Linked DNA regions of Xenopus laevis: region 2 is linked to region 1. The links are chromatin contacts, called in public Hi-C maps. All regions are on one chromosome and are shown on one strand. The core of a region is the stretch at or near the end of the contact, and the rest is flanking DNA. Distances in the headings are between cores, read along the strand shown. Region 1 has its middle 41 kb from the start of fam193b.S. Region 2 holds the start of pdlim7.S (PDZ and LIM domain 7 S homeolog).

What was found. Hi-C and Micro-C count contacts between places; a contact is called where the count stands out from the background.
Region 2: a Hi-C map of the XL177 cell line shows a contact between it and region 1, with 3 times the contacts expected there. The contact joins the promoter of pdlim7.S here to the enhancer-like site in region 1. A contact is called at or near these places in 2 of 4 Hi-C or Micro-C datasets (the XL177 cell line and the XTC cell line).

Annotation. Positions count from the first base shown.
Region 1 is chr3S:101,003,627-101,007,630 of Xenopus_laevis_v10.1, reverse strand. No RefSeq gene overlaps it. Among protein-coding and RNA genes, the nearest start is that of fam193b.S, 41 kb to the right of the region's middle. Within about 2 kb of position 1,655, at least 1 of the 7 cell types and tissues checked has an H3K27ac peak or open chromatin away from gene starts, as enhancers often do.
Region 2 is chr3S:101,059,229-101,063,637 of Xenopus_laevis_v10.1, reverse strand. pdlim7.S (PDZ and LIM domain 7 S homeolog) reads right to left here and starts at 1,332. Exons shown (of 9, transcript NM_001087265.1): 1 at 1,288-1,332; 2 at 652-756. The coding sequence starts at 747.

The DNA.
Region 1 (4,004 bases), core at 406-2,905:
GATTTGAGCACAGTTGCCCCTATTGATGCAGGGGAATCCTCGAGCAATGACCAAACTCTGAACTAGGTGACAGTTACAGGGTTCTGACAGTCACCATTACATCAGAAGAATAGGGTGCGCATGCTGGAAATGACGCCTCTCAGCCTGGGGACTGCAACATTGCTGGACATAGTCTTTGTTAAAAGATTGTAATTGATACAAGGAAAAAAATCACATGATATAATGGAATAATTCAGCCAATTTGTTGAATGGAAAAATTTACAGCACATCCGACCAAATCTGGCATTCTCACTGAAACAGGAAAGGTTGGGGAAATAATTACGTTCCCACCCTATTAGCAGACTTGGATAACGGACCAATTGCTTTTACAGTTAAGCTGAAACCTTGGGTCAGGTATCCATATATACATATATACAGAGCTAAGGAGAGCATTGACTTTCATTTGCTTAGTGTAGCTGGTTAAAGGGATCCTGTCATGGGAAAACATGTTTTTCAAAAAGCATCAGTTAATAGTGCTTCTCCAGCAGAATTCTGCACTGAAATCCATTTCTCAAAAGAGCAAACTGTTTTTTTTTATATTTAATTTTGAAATCTGACATGGGACTATACATATTGTCAGTTTCCCAACTGCCTCCAGTCATGTGACTTGTGCACTGATAAACTTCAGTCACTCTTCAGGGTAAGGTCACACTGTGAGATTCGAGGAGATTTAGTCGCCCGGTGACTAATCGCCACTTCTTTGGGGCGACTAATCTCCCCGAATTGCTTCCCTGTGTCTTCTGCCTGCTACAATTTAAAAACGCCTGCGGCATGGCACTTGCGGCGCTTCGTTTTCTGAAGCTGCTTGAAGTTGCCTCACAAGGAACTTCGGACGTCTTTGGAAAACGAGCTGCCACGAGTGCCATGCCACAGGTGTTTTATCATTGTAGCAGGCGGAAGACAGGGGGAAGCAGTTCGGGGACATTAGTCACCCCAAAGAAGAGGCGATTAGTCTCCGGGAAGGTAACCAGATAACAGATGCCTGGTAGATACAAGAACAGCACTCAATAGTAAAAATCCAGCTCCCACTGCGACACCTTCAGTTACATTGAGTAGGAGAAACAACAGCCTGCCAGAACACAGTTCCATCCTAAAGTGCTGGCTCTTTCTGAAAGCACATGACCAGGTAAAATGGCTGCCTACACACCAATATTATAACTTAAAAAAAATGACACTTGTTGGTTCATGATTAAAATTTTATATGGTAGAGTGAATTATTTGCAGTGTAAACAGTGTCATTTAGAAATAAAAACTACATCATAAAAATCAAGACAGAATCCCTTTAAATCCTGCTGTATTGGCCGTTCTGCTGTCCCGTGGAACAATGGTGCAGACATAACAAAGAGCATTACGCATGTCTCTGAGCCGTAAGCAAATTCGAAGTGGCAGTTTTGTATTTCTAGCCAATGCTGGAAGTCTTTGTGCACTTGATTACAGAGCCTCTGGCCCTTATCAACTATTTAACTAAGAAGTCAAAGCTGAACCTCGGCCTTGGGGCATATTTATCAAAGAGTAAAAAGCCAGCTTGCCAGAGGAGAACTCTCAAAATCCTACACAAGTCAGCAGAGAGCTGGGGAGTTGTGTTACACAATGTTCTTTCACACTTCAGTTAATATACCCCTCTGTGCTCATAATGCCGCCAGCAGTAAATGTGAGCCTTGTTCCATAACTATAGCTCAGTGCACTGTTATCAGGTGAGCTCAGCAAAAAACATGGATTCTGTCCAGCTGAAATTTCCTAATTTGTGTTTTTTACATTCCCAGACAGATGTATCCATGTTCTGCATGCTGAAAGAACTGGAGATTGTCCAGCTTTGATCATAACTGACTGGAGTTTCCCCCTCTTCTTCTTTATTTTTGCTTATTCAGACATACACAATGATATAAATTCAGCAATGAAAGACACTGGGATTATGAAGGAAAGGACCCCATAGATGATGGTGGTAACTTCCTCCCAAAAATGACTAGTTTGCTTTGTGCTCTCATGTACATCTGCCTGCAATCATCATTCTACTTCAGTCGGGCACAAGGGAAAACATATTCTTGTTTCTTCTCCCTTTCATTGTACTCAAATTATATCCTATAAAGTAAAAAACAGAGATGGACGTAAAACATTAAAGGTTTCTCTGCTTTTTTTTGGCAGCAAAAGGAGGACAGTTGAATGCTTCTGTGGTTTCTAAACACTAACATTCAGCCAACAAGGCTTTGAAACACTCTTCCCATAATGGAAAAACAAGGCTGTGGCTGATCTCTACAGGCCATTGAACTATACTGACCACATCCAGCCATTATTGGCTCATGCTGGGGATGTTCTGGGCTACATAAATAAAATTGCTGTGAGTTACATCAGGAGTGGGCACTGGATGTGACCTACAGATTTTGAGCTACATTTCTCAGTATGGCACCAAGATTTAGATGGCTGCAGGTTACTCCTCACTAAGAACTGTTCCTAATTAATGCTATGTGACGACTGTATCCTGGGCCGCCACCAGGGGGGCACAGGGGGTTCTGTTGTACTGGGCCAGGCCTAAACAGAAGGCCCCCCTGACAGCTACGAAGGCACGTCGAACCAAAGAAGTCCTGAAGTCCAGAACAGCCAAAGTCCCAAACCAGCGAAGTCCCAAAGATCCGAAGTGTCGAAGTCTTGAAGAGCCAAAGTCCCAAAGCCGCAAAAAGACCTAAAGCCACGAAAGGATTCGAAGTTGAAGTCCTGAATCCCACAAGTTCAGTTCTACTGAACACCAATGTGGTTTTTTTTTATGAATTCCCTAGCAACCAATGTATATACTCTATAGGCCCCTCCCACCAATGTCTTTTAACATGTAAGGGGGGCCCTGGTTCCAATGGTTTTTTTTAACTTATAGGGTGAACTTGGTAGGGTTGCCACCTGTCCTGTTTTGACCCGGACACCCGGTATTATGAAGGACTGCCCAAGTCAAAACTTCCTATCCGGTTTTCCAGATAAGGAAAACCAGGCAGGATTCCCCATGATTGATCGGCCAATTGCCCAAGTCATAGCCCTGCCCCTCTATGGCACATCATGCCCCTCTGCGGCACATCATGCCCCTCTGCATCATGGCCCCACCCCCTCTGTATCACGGCTGCCCCCTGCCCGGTCTTCACTGGGGGAAAAGGTGGCAACCCTAGGACCTGGTAACCAATATTTTTTTTTTTACTTGTAGGGGGGCCCTGACCACCATTGTTTTCTTAAAAAAACTTTTATGGGGGGCACAAAGTTTTTTTTTAAACTTATAACTGGGCCCTGACCATCAATGGCTTTGCGTATAACTTGTGTGGGGGGGTTGCAGTTTTTAGTGGTGATGTCTGTGTTGTCTTTTAACTGGTGTGGGTGGGTGGGGACCAGAAAATTTTGTTGTACGGGGCCCCATGCTTTCTAATGGCGGCCCTGACTGTATCCAAGGTTTACTAAAACTGGAGCCAACTCTATGGGAGGGACTCCACGATGCGGCTGGAGCCGACATGTGTCACACGTCGCCATGCGACAAATAGAATGCGACGTGTTGGATGTTCTGAAGATAACAGGAAGTGAAGGAAAAATCACAGGTAAGAACTACATTTATCCGACTACATTTATCCGAAACGCAACACACATTGTGGAGTTCCTCCCTATATCTAATTGTTAAGCCCCATTTTATTCCAGTGTCTCAAATCATGATAGTTCTGATATCTCCAGCTCCATCTGCCCCCACAGAAGGTTCCCGCTCTGGCTCCCAGAATACCTCTTTGCAATGTTCCAGAAAGAGGCACGGACATATTGGTTCCTTCATATTTTTACACTCTCCAGCTGGATAGTTGTCAGGGGGTCAATCCAGTTGACCCAATTCTATTATTTACACAATAAACTGGAGAAATGTTTATTTGTGTGTTAAAAATAAGATAATGTATTGTGTTCCAGGGATCCCAAAGGGTTCCTGAGTGTGGCCCTGATGAAAGCACTTAACATTT
Region 2 (4,409 bases), core at 83-2,582, 56 kb before region 1:
TTTTCCATATTAATAACATTGGGGTCAACCATCATTTTTATCGGCCAGGCCGGTAAAATACCGGCCAGGTGGCAACCCTAGGCGGGATGGCACTCGGATTGCTTCAGTTTTCCTCGTGAGGCAACTTCGAAAAAGAAATCCTTCTGAGTGCCATCCCGCGGCGATTTACATTCTAGCCGGCAGGAAGGCAGTTCTGGGAGATTAGTCGCCCAAAGAAGAAGCGATTTGTCGCTGGGCGACTAATTTCCCCAAATAGCAGCGTGTCTCTGTTCTAAAGAGCTGGCCACAGTTTGCAGAGGGGAGTTTTATTACTTGTATAGGATTTTTTTTAATCTTTTTTTTGGAGTTGAAGCGATCATGCAACTGACGTGACGCAAACGAACACCGTTTAAAAACGTCTGCAAAAATATCACACAGCTGAATACCACAGTGATCGCGTGGCACAAGTCACCTAATCCCATTGTTACGCCGATTACACAGGCACCGCACAAATGGCAACTAATACAAAGTATGATGGCTCCAGCATCAGGCAGGTTAATCCTTCATGTCCAATAGGCTGCAGGGAAGTAGGCCGGGTTGCATGGATACAATAGATGCAATTCCTCCAGCTGAGAAGCTTGCCAACCATACACCACGTTGCCAATCACTTACCCGAGAGATGGACAGGGGCATGTTAAAATCCTTGCCTCCTTGCAGTCGGAAGCCCCACGGGGCTGGCCCATCCAGAGTCACCTTGTATTCCTCCATGTCACCAAACTGCGGGCAAGAGAAGGGGTGTAAGTGAGAGAGCTGAAAGAGACCACCCACATACAGAACACTTTAAACCCTGCATTCTTGGTACTAGCAGAGATTTCACCCCTTTAAACCCAGATACAAATGCATTAGGCCAAACAGTAGTCACTTCAGACACAGGCCAGAGGCTGTAATGGTTTCTAAGCAGCCATGTGAAACACAAATGCACTAAACAAACATAATATAAAACTGTATCTATAGCAGAAACATTCCCTAAGGGTGGATCATGCCAATGATATGGCAGATACCCCGGAGAATAGAACTCCTCTGGGGCAGATTTCCAACAGTCTAAGTTGGAGATGATAGGGGATGCTGGGAGTTGTAGTCTAAGAGCTAAATTTAGAATCCCTGGTAAGAAAACCAGTCCCATTAATTTATCCATTAAGTCCATGATGGATATTGTACAGAAAGCGCAACAGGTCCTAGACTTCAGCCCTATCATCCCAAATCCCCGGCCCAATGGATAGCGGCAGAGAGGGGCACAAGGTCACCCACTAGCAGTAGTATCTAGTGCAGCTCCATGCAGTGCAGCGTCTCACCCAGGGCAGCAGCGGCGGCGGCAGTAGTAGTAGCGGGCGGAAGGATCACAGAGGCCAGCAAGTGCTCCGCGGCTCTCAGCCTATATAACGAGTGTAAAATGACACCCGTACCGGGCCGGGGGATACAGGGAAATGAATCACTACTTTGTCTTGGGAGGGACCAGGCTGCACATTCTCAGTTTAAGGGGGAGAGATTAGAGCGCGGGCACATTCCTCACACGGACGCACACAGCGGCTCTTCACGCATTGGCCAATGGGAGTCTGGCACTGGCCTAGGGTTGCTCAGGTCGGCTCAGCCAAAGTCAGCTACAAAATCAGCTACAAAATCATCCCAAAACTAGACAAGAGGCACTTTAAAAGTAGCCCAAAAAAAGCACACTAAGTGGAGTAAAAAAATAGTGTGGGAATAAATATATGGGAAGATATGCCTTTTTCAAATATTTTTCCATGAAGCAAAATGGGACAGATGGGTGTAGGGGCCAGGAGGTATAGGGGCCCATAATAAATAAATATTGGTAAAACAGGTTAACCTCTATCTGGACACTTAGGTGGCCAGCAGATTTTTGCCCCCAAATTGTTTGAAATTGAGAAAAGTCAGTGGAAAATGTGAGAATTCTTAAGAGTAATGGGAGATTGGGGTACAGGGCCCAAAATCTGGTAACTCCCAACTTCTACACTTAGTGCCATAGCATGCTGGGTATTGTAGTCTTTCATTCAACTAGGGTTGCCACACGTCCTTATTTTACTGGTCTAGCCGGTAAAACACCTGCCGAGGCCGGGGCCAGGATTACATATTTACCAGCAATGTAGCTGCCGGTAAATTTGTATAATACACCTAACAAAAGGCCGTGGCCTGCCCCCAGTCTGGTTAAAACGTGCCTTTTCACCGGCTTTGCACAATGTGGCTCCACCCCCTTTGTCAACACAATCCGCCCCATCCAATCACGTGTTGTGGCTCCGCCCCATTTGTCCTCACACCCAACCCTTTGTTCCCGCCCCCTCCACAGGCCGGTGGAAATTTTATTAAAAGGTGGCAAACCTACATTCAACTTCGGCAAATTGTTAAACAAAAACTACATTACCCAACATGCATTGGGAGACACAGGCTTGGCACATTACGGCAAGTAAAAAACTTTGCCTGGTTTCCAAAGTACAAACCAGCCAAATGCCCAAAAGTAGCCCAAATTCGTACCTTGGCTAGTTTGTACTTTCAAAATTTTAAATTAGTAGCCCAATTTGGTTGGAAAACCGCCAACCTGGAAACCCTGCACTGGTCTGTCAGGAGACGGGTCATTCCATAGAATGGAAGGGTGGATGCCTCTCATCTCCCTGGGAGACTTGCCCTGTGGTACAGCGAATGCTGGAAAGGCTGCGTATCTCTTTTAATATTCAAAATGGTATAAGGCAGAAATTGGTTAGCAAGCTAGGGGGCCATCCAGCTGCCTGACAAATGAAAACTTTCTAGTCAAATTGAGATGAGAGAAAGGGATGCTACCTAGTTAAAGGCAGTTGTGTGTAAGACCAAATAATGCACACAAATGAAAAAAGTCAAAATACTCCAAAGGACAAAATCAAATGTTCGATGCTCCCAAGGGTTAAATGCAAACTATCCGAAAACTCCCAACAAATGTTCCAGTTGGGGTGCTGCCTCCTTAATCTGCTGGTCCCAAGCAGGCAAAGGCTACAAATAAACAGAAGGGGTGCGCTCACATCTTGTAAAGTTCTATTAGCAGTAAGTTTGTGCTTTATGTGGGTTGTTTTTATACTTTGCATGTGGTAAACGTACCTCACGTGTGGAATCTGCCATGAGTGTGTATGGCTCTGCTTTCCACAGAGCTTATGCTGAGCTGCACAGCTTAAATAACTGGTACATGCACACCTGAATAGGATCTGTGAGTAGGATAAAGAAGGACAGATCTGCAGTCAGCCATATAAAACGCACAATCCAATAATAATTGTCCACTTAATGTTATATTGATGGTGTGTGAACAATGCTATTGTTCTGACAAAATTGTCCCAGGTTTAAACATTTTCAGCATGAAATGATGTCATTTGGTGGATGGGACAATCAGCTAATCATCATCATCATCATCATTTATTTATATAGCGCTGTCAAGATATGCAGTGCTTAATCATGTTAAAATATTTTTCGCTGTGCATGCATTTTGAGAAACTAAGCAAAGGGACATTGGTTAATATTAGGGATGCACCGAATTCTTCTGCCCGGCCGAACCGAATCCAAATCCTAATTTGCATATGCAAATTAGGGGCAGGGAGGGAAAGCACGTGACTTTTTGTAAGTATGAAGTAAAAAATATTTTCCCCTTCCGATCCCCTAATTTGCATATGCAAATTCAGATTCTGTTCGTTATTCGGCCAAATCTTTTGCAAAGGATTCGGGGTTTGGCCGAATCCAAAATAGTGGATTCAGTGCACAGGGCCACCTTCAGAAATCACGGGGCCTTGTACGTCAACATTTTCTGGGCCCCCTGGTCCAGCCCACCCCCAAGCCCCACCCCATTTCTTGCCCACCCCACGCAGACAGACCTAAAACATTAAACCCCCCTAAGTTATAAAAAGCCATTGGTGGCCACCTGATATATGGCTGTTCAGTGTATTATTTTAACACTGCATACATGCTAACATATTCCAAAGCACTGTACAATGGAAAGATATGTAAAGATACTGACTGGGACCCTGCTCCAGGTGGCCATACATGGAGAGATCCGCTCTTTTGGCGATGTCGCCAAACGAGCGGATCTCCCTCCGATATGCCCACCTTGAGGTGGGCAATATCGGCTGATCCGATCATGGGCCCTAGGGCCCAACGATCGGATCCTAAAGATGCCCAAACGGGCGGTCGGATCGCGGGACTGCATCAACGAATAGATGCGGCCGCGATCCGACGGGATTTTCTGTCCCATCCGATCGAGATCTGGCCGACTTTTGGCCAGATCTCGATCAGTGAAGCCCGTCGGGGGCCCCATACACGGGCCAATAAGCTGCCGACACAGTCTGTCTGCAGCTTTTATCGGCCCGTGTATGGCCACCTTAAGAGTAGACTAAAGCCACATGGGG